Regions from separate parts of the Mus musculus genome. Here region 2 is linked to region 1. A link is a contact called in public HiChIP or PLAC-seq data. All regions are on one chromosome and are shown on one strand. Each heading gives the region's core, a stretch centred on a gene start, on an enhancer-like site or on the middle of the called end of the contact. The rest is flanking DNA. Distances are from core to core; before and after follow the strand shown. Region 1 has its middle 50 kb from the start of Amer2. Region 2 overlaps Spata13 (spermatogenesis associated 13).

Region 1 (3,515 bases), core at 283-2,782:
TTTGGAATAGGTTTGGTGGAACAGAGCAGATGTCTTAGCGACAGCAAGTCCCTCAGAGTGCAGCCCTGCCTCAATCCAGAACACAGTTGTCTCTGCAGTTCCCCTTTCCAAGGACTTCTTAATCCAAAACTAATATAGTTAGCACCTCAAAATCTACTTAGTTAATCTTAGATCAAATACATATGAAAAGAATTACATCTGTACTGAACACGTACGGGCTTTTCTTCCCTGATCGCATTACTTAAACAATACAACAGTTACATCGGAAGGTAGTGTAAGTTATCCAGTGGGGACTTGAAAGAAAATGTATTAGCTCAGGACCCTCAAGACTAAGCTCCCAGACCAAGTTCTCAGCACAAAGATTTATTTGCCCCAGAGGGTCAGAGGGCAGAGAATAAGAGACAAAGACAGGAGATAGAGGATGAGGGAGAAAGGGAAGGGAACAAGGGAGAGAGGGAAGGGCTATTTGTCCCAGAGAGAACAGGACAAAGGACTATCTCTGTGTAGGGAGGAGACAGACTGTGGCCCATAGGTAAATAGTTTATAAAGGTACAAGGGGAATTGTTTAACTCAAATTGGGTATGTTAATTAGGTAAGTCAAAGGAGGCTTTTGACTGCTGGACCTCAATACTTTGATAGCCACACCGTGGTAGCCAGCCTCAGGAGGAGAGATTGCACAAATAGGGGAATAGACCTTGGTGTGGCTAGCTTTAGGAATGTAATCTAGTGGTTTTTAGTAAGGTAGAAGGAATGGGAGAGAAGGGCAAGGCCTGTCAGAGCCATGCTCGCCATCCTCGAGCTGGCCAGGGTCCCTTCAGGACTTAACATGGAGAGGATGCTCACAGCTCCTGTGCACATACACACTATCTGAGTGGGGTTGAGCACTTGAGCAGCCACAGGGTTGAGTAGTGAGAGTCTGGGGACCAGTCACCCTTGACTGATTAATGATGCACTTTTTTTCAAGAAAGGTGTCTATTTGTCATAAAAGGCAGAAGATGGAGTCACCCAATTGTACGGTTCGTGGTGGTGAATAGACACTGTTGGCTTGGCTGGGTCTGTCACCACTGTCACCAAGTGTGTCCTCAGGGACCATTCCAGAGAATGGTCCAATTCTTCCAATGAAGAAAAGCCCCACCCATGGCAGCACCATCTGATTAGTTGGCCTCCTAGGCTGATTTAAAGAGAAAGGATGGCCTGGATGCCATGGTTCATCTCTGTCTGCTTCCTAGACTGCAGGTGCCATGTGACTGCCATTGTGTACTCCCACCGTGCCTTCCCACGGTGACGAGCCGTATCCCCTCACACCAAGAGCCAGAGTAAACTTTTCCTTCCTTAAGTTGCTTGGCGTCTGGTATATATTGTCATATCAAGGAGAAAAGCAGCTCACGTAAAGTCCTGAGTCAGACTGAAATCTTGTCCTGGAAGAAGTCATTAAACAAATATTTTAAAGCCGCAGCCCTATGGGGCTGTCTAGATCTATATTTAGAAATCATCAGACAGATATTTTGCCTCCTGACACTTTCAGGAAAGGCAAGCACACAGCGGGAAGAGGCTGAGCAAGGCACTCTGGGCTTGAGTCTGTGACTAATGAGCTGGGGACTGGCTGGCCTCCCCCAGCCTCTGCTTCCTATCTGAAGGGCAGGGTGGGTGGACTTTTCATCTCATTCCCTGGAGCTCATTGTGCTGTGATTGCTTCTGCTGCTTCATAAAATTTTCTCTTCCTCTTGTGATGTGACTTACAGTTAAGAACTCCATAATTTTTATTTCCCACTGGCATTTGGATGTTAATAACTGAAACACAATTCTCCCCAGAACTGATTTGTAGATTGCCTGTGTCTGTGGAGATGTCAGAGCGGGCAGAACCTTGCTCTTGTGCATATAGGCAGCTTCAGCTATTTTTGCTGGACCAGGATGCTCTGTAAACTCCTGTGGCCTCTTCACTTCACATATATAGATTCTGTTGGTATTGACTTCAGCTTCTTTTCTGAGTAAGCTTTATTTTCTCCTGATAAGATGTGAAGATCCTGAAAGGGAACGTTAAGAAACAACAGAAAGCCATCTTGCACCTCAGTCCTCAGCCCAGCTAAGAAGGTACTCGGTGTGGTTGGGCTTAGTGTGGATTCACCCAGAACCACACAGCAAACCAGAAAGTGACAGGGTTTCTGCTGCCCTGGACAATCAGGGTACCATGACTAGCTACTCCAAGAGTCAGCATCCCAAGAACACTGCCTCGTACTCTCTTCCCTTCAAACAGCCTCCCCAAAGCTCCGGGAGAAAGTCTAGAGGGGGAAAAAGGGATAGGCCAAAGACTTAGGTGCTTGATAATACAGACAAAATTATACAAAGCCTGGCCCAGAAAGAGACAAGCTAAAGGCAGGCTCTTTGAGAATAAGCAGATGGCTGCTGATAGCTGCCCAGGGTCTAGAGCACAGGAGTCTCTTGCTGCACACTTGCAGAGGACAGACTTCCACCCTTGGGTCAGGGTGTCACAGCTATGGAGTGTGCTGGTCTTGTGACACATCTCCAAATGGGCAGCATCCTTTAGACACTGAGTACTGAGCAGATTCCCTGTCCCATGCTATGGCGATATCCAGAGCCTCTTCTCAGGCCAACCTGAGATGGGACATGGAGTCCGCTTCTTCCCTGCTGAAGGCGGCCTTTTCCTGAGCCGTCACACCGTTCCTCGGTCAGGTTCATCACTCTTCAAAGACATTACTTAAGATCACTCTCTGAGTGTCCGGGGACAGGAGTCTTCTTCCCTTCCAGTGCAGTCCTTACTGCCTCGTCACCTGTGTTCTGTCACTTGCTGCTCACTCTTGGTGACCCTGTTGTTGGTCAGTGTGCTACACTAGGCTCTGATTCTACTGTATGTGTCTGTCCTACACAGCAGCCAACATGTGAGGGAAAGTTTCCAGAGAGAGGCTGTACCTGCAAACGGAAACCTCCCGCGAGGTTGCCTGGGAGACCAGGATTCCCATGAATGTGGAGAGGTTGGGATGCTGCAGTTCCAGAACTGACTACGATTTATCTTGCTCATTTTAGCCCTCTACATAGACAACTCCTGGTCCTCTGGGATGGACCTAACATCCTTTGATTAACTGGTAAGCACTTTTTATAAAATATTAGCACAACCCTAACTTCCACCAATCAAAGGGCTAGGAATGCTGTCAGACAGCATCTCAGGCCTATAGCAGAGTTCTCCCTATTTTCCTGTAACCCTCGCCCCTTTGATGTCCTTACCAATATATTTGAAAAGTGTCTTGATCTATGACTTTCTTTGTTCTGTTAATGTAAAAAACTTTGTGAAATTGCTTCCACATTGAAACACAAAATTTAGGGTAACCTAAATCTGTATTTTTAGGCTATAATGGCTCATATTTGGCTCCAGAATAAACTGTTTCTTATCCCCTTTGAAGTGAGAATTGTGGTTGTTTTTTTATGATATCATAGTATAAAAATTATTAAATGTGAGATTTTACTATCAAACACTGAAAAACTTGTATTTTAGGGCAAGG
Region 2 (3,515 bases), core at 378-2,877, 310 kb before region 1:
TGAGGTTTCACATATCCATAAATGAATCTCCTGTGGCTAGGGCGCTTCTGGGCATGGGGTGAGGATGGGAAGGGAGGCAGGAGACTCCCATGGCCATAGAAAGCCATGACTGCTCTTTCTGTGTGTGTGTGTGTGTGTTTTTTTTTTTTTTATGACCAGTCTCACTACATAGTCCAGGCTGATCTAGAATTCACATCCCTGTGCCACGGCCAAGGGCTAGGTCACAGGAATGTGATACCAATTGGCTTCTGAGTTTGAAATCAGGGTGTAATGAGTTTGTAATCCAGGGTCCCCTTACACTGTAGGTTCCAGAAAATAACATTTGCAGAATGTGACAGGGCAGGACTGAAGGACTCTGTTACAACAAGAAGGGAAGTGGTGGGCTGTGTGGAGACGGGGTTGCTGCAGTGAACGGGCAACAAGGTCCCACCCTTGAAAGCTGAGCAGAACGATAGTCCACGGGTGACTGATGACGTACGTCATCCTCAGGCTGGGAACTGGATGAGCTCAGCAAGGTTCTGGAGGGACTGGTAAAAGGGACAGCACAGGAGGAAGCAGTGGGGTGACCTGGAGGCTCCTCTGCCATAGATACCCACCCTGGGCTGCCCCATCCCATGGGCCTAAGCTCCACTCAGTTTCTTCCAGTGGCATGTGAGAGCTGGCTGGGTACACTCATAAGCCCATGTCTTCTTGTCTTGTCCTCTGGGGCTGGGGTTCCCTGACCCCTGCAAGCCTCACAGGATTGTTGTAGCAACACTGCTTTCAGAGCTCTCCTGTCGCTCTTGAGAACACACTCCCGTGCCCGGCTGTATACCAGTGTTGTCAAGGCTCTGGATACCGACGTGCCCATGAATCTTGGACAAATGCACGAGATGCAGCTGGGCTGGAACTCCACAGAGGCTGCTGGGTGCCTGCAGTGTTCAGTCCCTTCTCCCACCCCAAGCCTCAGCTCCCATCCCTAACTGCAATCAGGCAAGCTCTGGCTACAATGTAGTGAGCTGCTTTGGAAGTGCCTCAGGGAGTGAGCCAAGCCACTCCTGAACTTGAACCCAAAGCCCAGATGCACAGGAACACTCTCAGGAGCTCCTCTGATGTCCTGAATCTGGTATCTTTCTGAGTCTCTCAGGAAAGGGCAGCCAGGTGGGCAGGGGCAGCCATACATGTGTACGCGTGTGCTAGCAGTCATCAGCACCTACAAGCTTCCCCTCCCCCACTTTTCAGGGATGCAGGGCTGGAGGATGTGAGGTCTTGAGGAAGCTAGGCCTCAGCAGTCTGAGAATTACGGTACCGTCTCTTCCTTTAAATCGTAGCTTCCATGCCCCTTCTGTGGTCACAGGCCTTGCAGGTGCAGAACTGAAGGCTACTTATTACGTACATGGTCTATGACACATTCCCAGGGTATGTGTACGGGATGTTGACGGAGGAAGTCTTCAGGAAATAAGAGATATTCTGTATGCATAAGTTGGCTGTCTCAGGCACCAGGAAAAGCACTAAAGATAAAAGCCTTTGTGAACTGGGGGAGGCTTGTAGGGGAAACAGCAGCCTGAGTGAGGCCTGGTGGCCTGCCTGGGTTTACAGCTAAAAGGTTCTAATGATCGTGGGGGAGTAGAGACTAGACAGACCCTGGGTCTGGCTGGGACCCAGAGCTGCAGGAATCTTTGGATGTCGGCCAGCAGCGACCTGGCACTGCCCAGTACCACTGGCATTTCTCCTTATCACATTTCAGCTATGGCTGAGCCAGATTGAAAGAAAAGAAAAGCATTGGGGCCTCTGAGAGCAAAACCCTGAAAATGACACTTTTCCCTCAAAGAACCACTGAACAATGTTGGCCTAGTGAGGACCCTGCCACCTGATCTGCCCATTGCTGGGAAAAGCAGCCTTTTTTTTTAAAAAGACAGTAGTTATCTACAATCCATAATTTACATTAGTGAAATATAAAGAATTCACTGGGAAAGTGCCAGACCTCACGGGATGGGGTTGCAAAGTGACAAGGACAAATGACAAGTGACCTGAGCTGGTGCTGTAAATGCTTACAAGAACGAGGTGGGACATGGGACAGATTCAATACCACAGTGAGCTCTTGCTGAGTGGCTTCCATTAGCCCAGGTACACTGACTCAGCGCCCCACCGGCTAACTGGGGTGGGCGTGGCTAGGGGCAGAAGACTTGCAGCCTGAAGAAATGGCTGGCATAAAGACAGCTAGCATAAAGATGACATGAGGACCACACCAACCTTCCTGCATCGATCACGACACAGGTGCCAAGTGCAAGCTGCAAGACAGGCGTGAGTGTATGTCATTAATTCCCAGGTTGCTGTACTGGCTTCACTTTCTGGCTAAAGAAGCCTGGGCAAAGGCACCTGACCCCTTTCAAGTTCGCCCTGCCAACTGTAATAGGAACAGGTTTTCATGTTTCCTATACTCAAGGTTATTCTTCCTCCCTGGCGTTTCAAGGCCGACCTGAACTATACTTTCTCTTCCAAAGAGGATAAGAACCCAGCCAGTTCCCACCTATCTCTCAACACTTAAGCCTGGGCCCCCCTAACAGGTCCACTCAGCTACTCCTTGTTGTCCTTCCTGCCTCACCCCACCCAATACCTATGGTTTGTATGTACCTAGGCAGCTATTACATCACTCCTAATTCAAACTGCATCACTGCTCATCAGCCTCAGGGGAGAGCCAAAGCCCCGAGATCCTCTACACGCCACCTCACCCTGGTTCTGATGGTGTCCTGCTGCTCCTACATGACACCCTTCCTCAGACAAGACTCATGCTTCTCGACCATTCCATTTAAAAGCCACATCTTCAGAAAGAGGCAAGAGAATTGCAGTAAGTTCAAGGGCAATCACACATGGGCTATGTGTAGAGACCCTGTCTCAATCAATCAATCTAAATAACTAAATGCATTCTAAAAGGAAAGTGGGGGCTAGCAAGACGGCTCAGTGGTAAAGACGTCCACAGTCAGGCCTGAGGACTTGCATTCTATCCCCAGGTCTCACATGGCAGAAACAGAGAACCGATTCCCACTAGCTGTCCCCTGACCTCCAGATGAACATGCTTAAATAACAAATAAAATGATTTTTTTAAAAAAAACGTATATAAGTGCAGACTATTCTTTTACTGGGTGCTGTGAAGTGGGGACCTCAATAGAATATTCGTCTCCCTCCATTTCAGGGCAGCACTGGCCATCTCTGTAATGCCAATTACAGGTAACAAGACAGAAAATCTGTGTGCAATACAGGAAACACGGGCTGGTAACAGGCTGTTCTGGGAGTGGCAGTAACTGCTAGGCCCCTGTTCCTTGCAGGCTTTGCCTCTCCCAGCGAGGTCTAACGGCCTCCCAAGCCTGTCTCCATTCTTTGCCTTCTGTGACCTTAAAGCTATCTACGATTTTAAGTTCCCCCCAAACCTAAGGACTCCCAGTTCCCCGTCCCAGGGGTGAGAGATGGATGCTTTGTTCCTGCATGCTCAGCACCCCACGTAAACACCTGCTGCAGAGAACACACTCAGTGCTTTG

The links. HiChIP or PLAC-seq counts read pairs in DNA pulled down with a chosen protein or histone mark.
Region 2: a contact with region 1 is called in a FOXA1 HiChIP or PLAC-seq map of pancreatic cancer cells. The contact joins two enhancer-like sites. A contact is called at or near these places in 2 of 115 datasets of contacts at active chromatin or transcription factors (bone marrow-derived macrophages and pancreatic cancer cells).

Annotation. Positions count from the first base shown.
Region 1 is chr14:60,426,133-60,429,647 of GRCm38.p6, reverse strand. No RefSeq gene overlaps it. Among named protein-coding and RNA genes, the nearest start is that of Amer2, 50 kb to the right of the region's middle. Within about 2 kb of position 1,532, at least 49 of the 459 cell types and tissues checked have an H3K27ac peak or open chromatin away from gene starts, as enhancers often do. A contact at or near this core is called in pancreatic cancer cells, where this site is marked.
Region 2 is chr14:60,739,808-60,743,322 of GRCm38.p6, reverse strand. All of the region lies in intron 4 of Spata13 (spermatogenesis associated 13), which reads right to left. Among named protein-coding and RNA genes, the nearest start is that of Gm34997, 26 kb to the left of the region's middle. Within about 2 kb of position 1,627, at least 91 of the 459 cell types and tissues checked have an H3K27ac peak or open chromatin away from gene starts, as enhancers often do. A contact at or near this core is called in pancreatic cancer cells, where this site is marked.